2 separate regions of the Danio rerio genome follow, and region 1 is linked to region 2. Evidence: chromatin contacts called from public HiChIP or PLAC-seq data. All regions are on one chromosome and are shown on one strand. Each heading gives the region's core, a stretch centred on a gene start, on an enhancer-like site or on the middle of the called end of the contact. The rest is flanking DNA. Distances are from core to core; before and after follow the strand shown. Region 1 holds the start of nab1a (NGFI-A binding protein 1a (EGR1 binding protein 1)). Region 2 holds the start of cnot9 (CCR4-NOT transcription complex subunit 9).

Evidence for each region. HiChIP or PLAC-seq counts read pairs in DNA pulled down with a chosen protein or histone mark.
Region 1: a contact with region 2 is called in an H3K4me3 HiChIP or PLAC-seq map of embryo, with 4 times the contacts expected there. The contact joins the promoter of nab1a here to the promoter of cnot9 in region 2. A contact is called at or near these places in 3 of 4 datasets of contacts at active chromatin or transcription factors (caudal fin, embryo and gastrula embryo).

Annotation. Positions count from the first base shown.
Region 1 is chr22:12,582,516-12,589,247 of GRCz12tu, forward strand. It overlaps nab1a (NGFI-A binding protein 1a (EGR1 binding protein 1)), which reads right to left and starts at 2,666. Exons shown (of 7, transcript NM_001045086.1): 1 at 1,884-2,666. The coding sequence starts at 2,666. LOC141380184 (a long non-coding RNA gene) reads left to right here and starts at 4,600. Exons shown (of 2, transcript XR_012397803.1): 1 at 4,600-4,829.
Region 2 is chr22:12,452,664-12,459,499 of GRCz12tu, forward strand. It overlaps cnot9 (CCR4-NOT transcription complex subunit 9), which reads right to left and starts at 3,952. Exons shown (of 8, transcript NM_214760.2): 1 at 3,719-3,952; 2 at 284-466. The coding sequence starts at 3,736.

The DNA.
Region 1 (6,732 bases), core at 1,416-3,915, 130 kb after region 2:
GCGCCTTTCCAGGTTCAAATTTGCCAACTCTGTCTTAAGACTTGCTAGCACAGTGCAATTTCATTCACAATTTGGTTGTCTGAGACAAATTTTGGAATTCCTCAAAAATTCCTATAATACTAAAACAAAAATCTGTGGTCCTTGATTGTTAGTTGGAAATTTTCACAGACAGTTGATTTATAGCTATAGCAAGAGTCGTTCTTGCAGTGTGAACCATTAAGAGGGCTAAGCATCATCTTCAATTCACCTCAAGGAAACATTGCAACTTTTAAATATATCATTCTTTTCCTGTTTTATTATCAAGCATGGTTTGAGTAAAATTAAAGCTACAGATAGGGCTGGGCGATTTTTCAGATTTTTTCGATTAATTCGAATTTACGTTTTAAGACGATTTAATTTTGAATGAAATTGAGAAATCGCGATTTATGTGAAATATATATATTTAATACATTATAATGGCACCAATGCGCTTGGGTTCACTCTCTGTATGAAGCAGGAAGCACACCAGAAGCGCCTCTTGGAGACGGGCCGCACAGCACCACGCCATGGATTTTAGAATTCTAAACAGGTTTCTATACACACACCGGCGCCGCCCAGCCACGATTCACGAAGCAGTTCATATTTCAGCTGGCCCACAGAGCGCCATCTGATTAGTTTCATGTTAAATATCATGTGAATGTGCGCGTTTGGTGTGTGATAGTTTAAACTTTCATGTGCACGCCGTGTCGCGGCGCTTTTGGTGTGCAACCTGCTTGACAAGTCATGTAGGATTTTACTTGTTGCACGTCTGTGTGGATTGTCAAGACATATTCCACAATCAAGTCGATAAACTCGATCTCAACATGTATGAAGGACGTAAAAGCCTGCCATGTTTAAAACCGCACCGATCTTTTGGTTGGAACACGAGTAGAGGTGAGGGACTGTAGCAGTGAAAATGAAAGTACCCGCCCCCATGGCGTCATTTAGCGGACCTAGTTGAAAACCAGACAGATCAGCCAGCATAATAGAGAGTGGAGCAAAGCGCATCAAATGATCGGTATTTAAAAGGGGGAAAAAAGAAAAATAGATTTAATTTATTATTTTATATTAAACACATCTGGTACTTGTATTTGCTCCTGCTATACGTCCAAAACTTCACACATTGGGTTAAATTAGGCTTTATATTTTCCATGTTCAGTCCTTTTTCTTCTACTGTATCTTTTTAAGAACAAGGCAGCAGCATTACAACCTGTCATTCAATCAGAAGACAAAGTCAAAGCTGAGCTGACAGCCAATCTTTTCTAGGCTCAGCACAACTTGCAAAAAATACCTCTGTATTCCTGCAAGTGCAATATTTACACAAATATTTCTTATTCAAATCTTCAGCAACGCTATTTAACTCGTGAATTTGTTTTACATTTATTTACACCTTGACCGATTATTGTAGGACATGGCCATTAAAAATACAATGTTCCTTAACCAGATGGTTTTTCCAATTACTTTTAAAGAGAGTGTTACTTCAGTCATGTTGTTGTAATGTTTTGAGAAGACTAGTAACTCAATAAAAAAAAATCAAAATCGAAATCGTGAATCGGTCAAACCTTATAAAAAACCTAGATTTTTTTTTTTTTTTGCTAAATCGCTCAGCCCTAGCTACAGATTGTTTATATTTACTTTAAAAGAGCATTTCAGAATGCAGGTAACTTAACAGGTCATGGATTGATGAGGTTAAACTCCAAATGAGCCTTGCGTGTGTTCATATTTGTCGAGTCTTGATTATCTGACATTACGACAGCCGAGATCTTACAGTGTGTATCATGTTTGGCAACAGTCTGACAAGCTACAATTGAAAATGGTAATTAAAAATTGCAGTGTGAGTCGGGAGATAGAAGAACCAGCCAAACCTCATGCATTGTAAGCTGCCGTCCGTCCCGCCTCTTAGAATCAAATCGCCCATAGATGGCGCTGTATTTCCGAATCTCCACCTCCTTTTGTGGATCGTCGTCACTCATCTCGCAGATGTGGCCGATCATCTTACTGAGCTTCTTATTAGTACGAATGTGTTCTTTGACCTCTGTAGGATCACTCTTGGACAGAGTGTGGGAGAGCCGCTCTACGCACTCCATCACACACTGGACGCCAGCCGAATCAAGAGTATCGAGAGCATCATGAGGTGAACACGGAGAACACGCTCCTGATGGAGATAAACTATGCTCGCTCTCGCTTCCCCAGAAACGACTTTCACTTGCTCCTTGTAACGGCGAGCAACCTGGAGTCCCGTCCCTGCTGAGATCAAGCCTTCCGGGACTGGGGCTTGTAGGTAATAAAGCCCTAGGAACGACGAGCTGGTTTTGTTGCCCATTGCTGTGGACGCCGGGGGAACTTTCGGGGAGCTTGTACACTGGGATACTACAGACAGGAAGAGACGTCAATGGTTGGTTGAAGAGGGAAGGATTGGTTACCCAATCCCGTAGTGCCTTCTGGAGTCGGCGAACATGGAGGGGTTTGGTTGCCATTCCAACAAGGGCCATGATTTCAAGGAACTCTTCCTCGCCAGCCTCGCAGAGTTGCTGCACATCATCGCCGCCCTGCTGGATGAATGCTTCATAGTAGCAGAGCAAGTTTGCCTTCTGCAGGATGCGATAGAGTTGAAGCTCGCCCAAGGATCGTGGCAGGAGCACTGACATGGCTACATGTGCAAAAATAAAACAAGTCAAGCTTGTCCAATCGACAACATTTTACTAGCTAACTTTAACGTATGCAAACAAACACTTTGTCGTTATTTTGAACATAAAAGACACATTTAAAAATTTTTGGTCAACTTTCCTGAGTTCTTTGAGGGGATGATCTTTGGGAAAGTGTGTATGTCAGGGGTGTCCAAACTCGGTCCAGGAGGGCCGGTGTCCTGCACAGTTTAACTACAACTTCATTTAACACACCTGCCTGGAGCTTTCTAGTACACCTAGAAAGAGCTTGATTAGTTGGTTCTGGTGTGTTTAATTGGGGTTGGAACAAAAAAATTGCAGGACACCGGCCTTCCAGGATCGAGTTTGGACATCCCTGGTGTATGTAGTCAACATTTGAAGTGGATCATCACCTTTCATCGAAGTTGTTTTAAAACTATTGAACAACATCCATTCTTGTCTTAGGACAATTTTGATTAACCTCTAATGTTGACTACTGCATATGCTTTTTCTTATCTGCCTAATATTATGTAATAAATTCCTGCTATGTACATATAAATCCAAAAGGCCATTTTGGATTAAAAGGTTTATATAGATATTAGATATACAAAGCTGTAATTATTATTTTTTCATGCATTCAAACTAAATTTTAATCAGTGTGTTCCTTATGGGCTGTTTGAACACATTCATGCACACAAACAATCAAAACTCAAAATGTTTCAGATCCCATTTACACTTGTATATAGCATTGTCCACATGACTGGATATACAAAACTGCATTTTCATTCTTGGAGTAAACAAAGCATTTGCAAAGTCATTAGCTAAGCTAACATTTTTCTGTTTACGTCTCCTGAAAAGAAGCGAAACAACTTTAGCCTTTACCTGTTAATTGACCATAGCCAATATGTACTGACCTACTAGTAACAACTTTAAAAGGTTTTGGAGAGAACTTATCATGGGTCTGCAGATTTAATGTAAACGGTGATTAACAAGGAAGCAATTGTTAATTATTTTGACAGGCTTTAGCCAGGGTAACACAGTGCCATATTTAATTTTTGACAGGAATGAAAATGAAGCTTAATTGTGTTAAGATAAATGTGTTCTGTGGACTTTCCTGTACAAGCTTATAGCAATATTTCAAATCAAAGCTTAAGAAGTTGTGGGTTTAAATCTTAATTTAGGCAACTTTAAACGGTAGGTCCACATTTTCATTAGCACATAAATCAAGTTGGCATCTACACTGACTAATATAAATCCGTCATATCAATGAATAATGTTTGGATGCAAACTTTTAATGCATTAAAAGCTCAAACTAGATCCAAAACTCTAGCATTTGCAAAAAGTTATAGTTATAGTCAACACAATCCTTATTTTTCATTCAAACAGAAATTAATGACTGTAAATAGAAATAACCAGTCTATCTTCTGTTCCCTATAGGAGCATTTGCCATTAGTACTTTTGCCATGCAAGTACTTATCAGATATTTTGATTCAGACCGACTTTATTACAGGGGAAATCCATTTGGCACAGTTCATGCACCTTGCTTAAGTGCACAAAGGCACCTAACTTAGTGTGAAATTCTTGTACATTAAACCAATTTAAGATTTACAAATGCAAATGCAAACAGACATGTCACACATAAGTTCATTCTGCTGCAAACACAGCCGTGCATTACACTATTCTTTACAACGCAAACTGCAAATCACTTCAAACTATTGCCTCACATGCACCAGTGAATCTAACGCATATAACTCTCTCTATACAATTTCATAGCAGCCCAGACCATCATGATCTGCTCTGTCTACCCTCCAATGCTAAATGCCTGTATACATACGTATATGAATTGTGTAGGATATCATCTTTACGTACCTCTTTTCCGAAGCTGGAGCGCGCGACTGCTCCCGGTGCTCACCGGAGTCTCGAGGCTGCGCTCCGCCTCTCGCGCAGGAGAGAAAGTGCGTTGAAGGCTCATCGCTTCTGTCTCTCTCTCGATCTGTCTACCTCTCTTTCTCTCTCTTTCTTGTGTGGGGATATTCCGATGTAAAGCTGCATTGCTCTCTCACTCCCACGCGCGGGCTTGACGCAAATCCTCGCGGGGGCGGCGCTGCGCGTGGGACGAATACCAACGAGAGAAAGAGAGAGAGGAGACCTCAACGGTCATACACGGTAAACACACACACATTCATGATGACATATTGAGGAATATTACTTACAGTGATGGTGTTTTTTTCGACACTAACCCACACAGCCTTCAGTGGGCCAGTACACTTTTTTTGTGGTGTCCATGTTCGTAGATGTAAATAAGGGAAACCGGGGCACATTATTGCACTTTTTTTTGGACAACGGTAAATGTTTTGCAAGGTTTTACTTTTAAAAGTTAGTGATATAGGTAAATGTATGATTAAAAGTCGTGGCTATGAAGCAATTTGGTACAAAATGCGATTCAGCCTATATTTTAAAGTCTATGGATTCAGCCTATTATTTTGCTATTGTGCGAAGTTTACATTATGTAGGATAAACTGTAGTAGGCTATGAGTTAACATCAAAAAGATTGGTGATCCATAGGTGGAAGAGATAATCTGCAAGTAGTAGATGTTTATATTTTCTAAATACGATTTTTGTCACGATTTTGGAGGATTTGTTCGCATACTGATGCTAACATCTAAAAAACGTTATTTTGATTTCATGAGGACTTTAAAGTCATTGGGCCCTATCCTACAACCGGCGCAATAAGGTGCAAGATGTGCATGGCGCGATTTGTTGCTATTTTCAGACCAGCGCAACCCTAATTTTTCATGTTTTGCACCATGTTGTTTAAATAGCAAATCCATTTGCGCCACTATGTGGACTCTTTGACACTTTGTTTCAGTGTTGCCAGATTGGAAATGTCAAAGTATCGTACCAGAACCTCAAAATTATCGTATTTTGAGGAAAATTATCGTACACGAGTCAAACTGAGAGTATACAGCTATTATCTAGACACATAGCGTTTTGACACAACGTGCAAAAACTAGGTACCTTAGTGGGAAGGTTCAAACTCCACCTCCGAGTTGCTGTCATTGAATGTTGCATGTTGCCAGATGTTGAGGCATTTATTTCACCGGACAAATTGGATGCCGTAATAGACTGCGAAATAGTGCTGGTTGGCTTGAAAGCAGTGCAGACTCTGAGGCAGGCACGTGCACACATAGGGCTCAACCTGTGCAGTGCACATGCCCTTTTTAGTCTTGGATAAAAAGTGCCCCCGCGACGCGGCACACCCTCGGTCCCGCTCTTCAGTAGGCGCGCGACAACACCGCTCGAGTACGCGCGCGACAACACAGCTGATCAGAATGCGCGCGACAACACCGCTCTTCAGTACACGCGCAACAGAGAACATCAAGGGAAAACTCCCATCCTTCTCACCTTCCTTTACAGCATGAATTGTTTTAGCATTATTGCTTAAAAGATCGACCTCAAACTGAAAACTTCTGACCTAACCACGGGCACGCGCAGCAGGAGTGTTAAATTGTGAGAAAGCCATTCTCCACGTTGATTGGCTGAGAAGAGGCAACGTAAGATGAGATAGAAAACGTGCCTAACTCCACCTACTCCTCACAGGAGTACAGAAAAGATGCAGCTAGATCAATAAGTAAAGAAGCCCGAAGATAACAATGAAGTTACTTTTAAATGCCATAAAATTTTTAAATTATCGTACATTATAGGATTTTTCTCATTATTGATCGTACATCGTACAGAGGTCGAAATTATCGTACAAATACGATAATTATCGTACGTCTGGCAACACTGCTTTGATTTCTAACCCTAAAAAGAGGTGTGTTAAGGCACATTGTTTGTGCGTTGCTACTTTGAAAAATTAAAATGAACCTTGCTGTTGACTAACTAAAAGCTGATCTAAAGACCAGCACAGAGAATTATGCGCCTATGCAGGTTCAAACGCGTACACATTGCTTAATACACACAGTATGTACAACAATACACAAATATATTTACATATGAAAAATATTATTTTCTACATACATATAAAAACCACTACCTCCATGCCTTCATGTTGAGGGGCTGTTTTCAG
Region 2 (6,836 bases), core at 2,702-5,201:
CAAAATTGTGTACATTGAATAAAAACATTGAACAAAAAAACCTACATTTACAAATCCCTCTTAATATTACCTAAAATAATTTTGTAATTAATTTTTACTTATTGTATTATTAATTGCATAATGAATTAATTAACCAGATATATATTAAAAAAACATACAGTTATGCCACTTAATATTTATTTATATGTAAAATAATAATAATAATTACACAATTATTCAATTCAATTAATATTTCTTTAAATCAAAAAGAATTGTGTCTAGAATGAAAGAAACTGAAGCAGACCTGCAGTAGAGCTGCTATGGTCCCGCAGGAGTGCCAGAGCATTGGGGCCAGGTCAGTCACAGACTCTCTCTTCTTGCTGAGCTCCAGCAGGGCGTTCTCTCGTGTTTCTGGACTGGACAACTCATTGATCCACTGGTAGATCTTCTCCCGGTCCACCTGCGCCAGACCCGCTGTGCTTACAGTCTGTGAGAGTGAGAGAGCACTTCTTTAGTCATCATATATAAAGTTGAAGACAGATTTATTAGCCCACCATTGATTTTTTTGTTTTGTTCTTTTTTTTTTTAAATATTTCCCAAATTATGTTTAACAGAGCAAAGACATTTTTAAAGTATGTCTGATAATATTTTTTTCTTCAGGAGAAAGTCTGATTTGTTTTATTTCGGCTAGAATAAAAGCAGTTTTTAATTTTTTAAACACCAATTTAAGGACAAAATTATTAGCCCCTTTGAGCTGTATATTTTTTTCAATAGTCTACAGAACAAACCATCATTATTCAATAACTTGCCTAATTACCCTAACCTGCCTAGTCAACCTAATTAACCTAGTTAAGCATTTAAATGCCACTTTAAGCTGTATAGAAGTGTCTTGAAAATATGTAGTAAAATATTATTCACTGTCATCATGGCAAAGATAAAAAAAAATCAGTTATTAGAAATGAATTATTAAAACTATTATGTTTAGAAATGTGTTAAAAACATCTTTTCTCCGTTATAAAGAAATTAGGGAAAAAAATAAAAGGGGGGCTAATAATTCTGACTTCTGTTTATATTCTAATATCTGTTTATATTCTTATATTCTGTTTACACTCTGATAAATATTTTAAAATCCCCTTTAAAGACAAAAATATTTCCTGAATAAAAATGTTACCTAATATAATTTAAAATGACACATTCTATTAAAATAAGCATCACAACCAAAATACACTTATACAAGTCACAAATAGGTTTTTCTTTCCTTCATTGAGTCATTACTTTGACTACTAACGTCTAGGCATGGGACGATTTAAAAGTTTGGAATAGACAAGGCTTTAAAACCGCTAAAATGTTCTGTTATATCGTTTATAAGGTATATGTAAGGGTTTACAGTGTATTTTTTTTTTGTGTGTTGTAAAGAAATCTGTGTTTTTGAAACTAATAAAGAGAGCAGAAGTCAATGATTTATTTTTACTATTTACCCTGACATAGTTCATAAAACATAATATATTGCATGGAGAAAGTTTTTTTGTTTTGTTTTACCCAGATATGTAAAAAGCACTTATTTTAGCGCAGTAATGATACCACAAAACTATGCTATTTTTATCCAAGGTTATATCATACTGTCAGAATCTTATACCAGCCCATGCCTACTAATGACTCAAATGTCAAAATGTATGGTGTAATTTTTTTTCTCACAAGTTGTTACTATATTACCAGGTGACAAAATTAATATTAATAATAGTCACACATAACTATAACTCATAACTATATTTACTAATGACCATGAGGAAAATAATTCTATTTACAGGGTTCGTCCTTCATTTCAATGATTTTCAAGTAAGTTTTAATGACCTAATGTTACATGTACTGTCTCCATATACGTGGTAAATAACAAGAAAAACTATGCATGTTAAAGGTTATAATGGAATATCATAAAACAATCTATTAGGTTTAAATGAATCTTTATAGGCTGCACAGTGGCACAGTGGGTATCACCGTGCTCCGGTTTTCCCCACAGTCCAACGACATGTGGTATAGGTGAATAGGGTAAGTTAAATTGTCCGTAGTGTATGTGTGTGAACGAGTGTGTATGGATGTTTCCCAGTGATGGGCTGCACCTGGAAGGGCATCCGCTATGTAAAAACATGCTGGATAAGTTGATGGTTCACTCCGCTGTGGCGACCACAGATTAATAAAGGGACTAAGCAAAAAGAAAATGAATGAATGAATAAATTAATCTTTATATCCATTTAAAATTTATTTAGACAATGTTCACACACTACTAATAATGTGAGAGCATGTGTTCGACCATGGACAGAAAAGAAGTAGGGCTCAACGCTAAGAATTTTTTCTACTGGCCCAATCGGACCAGCTGTTCAGATTTTTACTTGCCCTGCCAATATTTTAACTGGCCCCACCAAAAAAAGTTAATAGCTATTTCTTAGCCACAAATTAAAAAGAAAAACATGTCAAAATGTTTGTAAATCTAGAATTTAAATATTAAAAAAAAAATTAATGTTAATAAACTACTAGTTAATTAATAGTTAATAAATGTATAATGAGCAAAATTCTAAGTGTTCTGAAACAAAGGATGGCTAAAGACCTGCCGAACTGACGGCAAACTGTACAAAACATCACTTAATTGTTTTAGTCGTGGTGTACCCTCGTAAATGTCTGCTTCCAAGACATTAAAAACACATGTCTTCCTTTAGCATAATCATTTGATGTTACCGCCATGTTGGAGTCTCTACGCTGTACTGGTTGATACGGATAAAAATAATGTGCTCACAACATCCAATCAGATAAGAAAAACCGAAAGGTAGCATTTGAAGGCTTGAAAACACAAACTCTTTCTCAATTCTAAGACTGTATTTTGCACGCAATTGACAAATAGTCACAGGCAAATGAAACTAGTGACAAGGCAGCATAAATGATCCTGTCTACTGTCCCAAGCATCTCACACACTGGCCCCGGGCCATCGGGCAGTCCTTATTGTTGAGCTCTGAGAAGTAAAAAAGACAACTGATCTATATTTAAGTATACAGATACCTGTTAAACTAATTTCCATGATTTTTTTCTAAAACTTTGTTGGTTTTTCCGTTTTTCCAGGCCTGGAAAATGCCATGTCAAATTTCCATGACTTTTCCAGGTTTTCAATGACCGTATGAACCCTGCATTTAACTGACTTAAATTATAATATTGTTATTATTATTAAATTATAACGCGATTTATATTGTCATCTATATTTTACATTCAGAAATGCAATTTTTCTCATAAGAAGCCTAATTTTACGGCTTTGTTGACTGAAATATGTTTATATATTACCAGCACCAGCGACTCTCAAACGTGTTAATTTAATTGCGAACATTACATATGTACATTTTGGATACTTGTTTTTTGTTTATACGTCCTCGTTTGATATTTATATTTTTGATGTAAAATGTAATATGCTGTTCTTTAAATGAAAAAAATAAAACACTAACTTAACAACTATGCTAATATTATGTTTACAAAAAGCACACGTAGAAAACGTCAGGCTCGCATAAATTTCTCACATATGACTCTCTAATAACTATAAGTACTTACACTACATTATGTTTAAAGAAAAGTCTAAAATAAAGACGAAAACGAGCTTTAATACAGATCACCATAGTAACTGGTTGAATTAGCTTTAGCCGTTAGCTCTACCAGGCCCCTGCACAAACAAGAGTAAAACCCCGAAAAGCGTCCAGAAACTCACCGCTCCTGTCGCCAACATCCTCGCGACCGCTTTACTGTGCTCTCCAGAATAAAAGTGAACAGTGGTTTTCAAAACAACGAGAAATAAACCAGGTTTACATTAGCAAATGAGGTAAGGGGAAAAAAACAACCGCCTTCCGCAGCTGCCTCTTCTTCTACGCTCCTCTTCTTCTTTTTCTTTCTCTGAGTTGTTGGCGGGTAAGGATCATCTGTGTTCATTGCTGCCCCCATGCCGACTCTTGAGTAGTAGCCTACTATACTTAAAGTGCTTATTTTAAACTCCATTGTTCACTTCTACTAAAAAATAACAATTCATTGATTATAGTTATTATAAATATGCTGTTCATCATAATGGTATTAAAATTATTACGTTATAATGATTATTATGTGATTAATGATAACAATAGGGTATTGATATTTTCATATAATAATAATAATAATAATAATAATAATAATAATCACAACAATAATAATCAATTATTCATTTTTCATCCATTTTCTTTTTGGCTTAGTCCCTTTTTTAATCTGGTGTCGCCACAGCGGAATGAACTGCCAACTAATCCAGTTTATGTTTTACGCAGGGGATGCCCTTCTAGCTGCAACCCATCACTGCATGCCCGTAGCCAGCCTGGTGAAAGGGGTGGTTCTTTTTGACCTTGTGGAACTTTTTTCACTTATACGCCTCAGTTTCTATTTAACTTTGAGATTTGAATACTGCAAGTACTGGTGAAGTTTTTTTTCCCTCTCCGCTGTCGCCACTGCCTCGCATGGTTCAGGATTGGTAGAGCTACGCATCAATGAATCGGCTCTTCAGTGTTTGAACTCTCAGTAATGATTAAATCACACTGAACTGAGCTAAACTGAACTGAACTGAACTTAAACACTAAAACCTGAACCACACTGTTCCAGTTACTATGACCATTTATGTGAAGCTGCTTTGACACAATCTACATTGTAAAAGCGCTATACAAATAAAGCTGAATTGAATTGAATTGAACTGCATTTTAGTGATTTTTTTGCTGGATTAACTAGTCAGATGTCATCAAAACCGCACTTTTTGATGTACTAAAAATATGTCTTAAAAATTGCATTAAAAAAATAAAACAAGACTAATTTTTAAAATACAAATTTATTAAATAATATACAGTATCATTAAGAAAAAATAGCAATCTGTCAAAGTTTTGAAGTAAAATAATTGTTGCCCACTAACATTTATTAGACAAAAAACAAACTGGCCAGCACACGCAACTGCCCTTAGTCACAATTTGGCCAAAAAATGTTAAAATTTAATAATAATAATAATAATAAAACAATTATAATGAATTTTGCAGAATTGTTCTAGTCTCTTTGGTAAAAAAAAATACAATTGAAAAATCCTAGATATGAACAATAGCCAACATATATTCTAATTAATTTAATATGGTCTGCTTCTGATGCTTCACATCTTTTTAATGCTCATTTTTATTTCAGAAATAAGGTCCCAGATTTAGAATAAAAGTAACCTGTAAATGTTTTCTCTGTTTAAAAGCAATACAGTAGTGAAAGAAGACTTCTCTTACATCAGATTATAGTCCCACCGAAGCAGCAGCCGACAGAGGATTTCACTTGGTCTTAAAGCCTTTTTTTTTCTTTTTCTTTTTTGATGGATTATTTTCAATATTTATGATGGCAGCAGTCAAAATAGGACAGATGAGCTCATGTATGGGACAAATTCTGGTTAGAGCATGTTTTATGCTTATAGTAAACTTGTTTCAGGTGCAGGTCAGATTTTCTCCAGGTAATAATTTATTAATTTTGTCTATAAAATGATTAAACCTGTCTAGTTTCATCTGCAATGCATCCCAGATCACCTTCTGAAGTGGTTTGAGCGATCTGATATCTGATCAGAATAAAACAAAAGAAGTGAGCAAACAGCATCATAAACACAGACGTGATAGGAATATATATGAATATAAATATATTATATTAATTATATAATAAATCTATTATATAATATTAAATTACATAAAACAATTAAAAGGACAAATGCTGGACATTTTGGCCTTAGGGGTGGTCAGTAGCAAGTAACATGCTGTTTGGTTATGTGACCGCTAGATGGCGATCTTGGATAATAAGAAGCTTACCACCACTAGAGCAGTGCTAGCCAGGCTCACTTTCTGTTCTAATGTCCCGCATCTATTCATCTGTCTCCATATTCTACTGCCTCCCAGAATATTACACAGCACCAAAAATGAAAAAAAAAATTCAATAGATTTAATATGTTTTTGTCTACAGCCGTGACTGAAATTCCCGAGTCTGTGTGCTCCAATGAGATGCTCTCTTCAGCGCTCACCATGACAACGAGACTTACAGCAGTGACGTCGCATTGTAAACATTTGCATATGCGTTCCTATAAAGCTCGTCGGTTCTCTCTCAGGGTTGTCAGTTCGCTCGGTGTTTCTATTTGTACCTGACCAAGGTGAGTTCAATACTTGACGGTACGAGTGGAGCGGAGCAGAGCCAATCTCACAAAGTCCGCTTCGTGAAGCTTCACTCGGGCCCGTCTGTGCTGTAGTTCCTTGCGGTTTGCGTACATAAACGCAATATCGCAAAGAATTTTGCATGTTCATTGCTCAAAATGTGCCGCCAAGCAACATTCCAGTGAATGCTGCCACGGACTGGCGCCCGGTTAGCCCGTGCACTCCCTGGGGCGAGGCGGCTTTTGTGAACCCTAGGCAGGGATCAATACAAGCCGTGAGGACCCTCAGGGAAACACGGGAGGCCGGTAGTGGGACCCGGCTGCCGCGCTGCAAGGATTATGGTGGGTGGCAGCAGCGAGGCCCACTCATCGTCTATTTTAAAATATAGTTTCAAACTTTAGTTTACTATAGTTTAAAACGGTAACCACGGTAACTGTTATGATTTAACTGTTTGTCTGGCTGTTGTAATGTTTTGCTTTGTTTTTCAGCAAAGCTGTTGAGCAAAGGACTATTGAAGACAGCCGTTATTGATGAGCGCGCGCATTATAATGTTTCCGTGCTGTTTTCTGAAAGTTTATCTTGTTTAGATAAGTTTGCAGGTCAAACAAAATAAACTATACTCTTTCTAAACACCTGTCTCGTGTTTTATTTGTCCTCTAC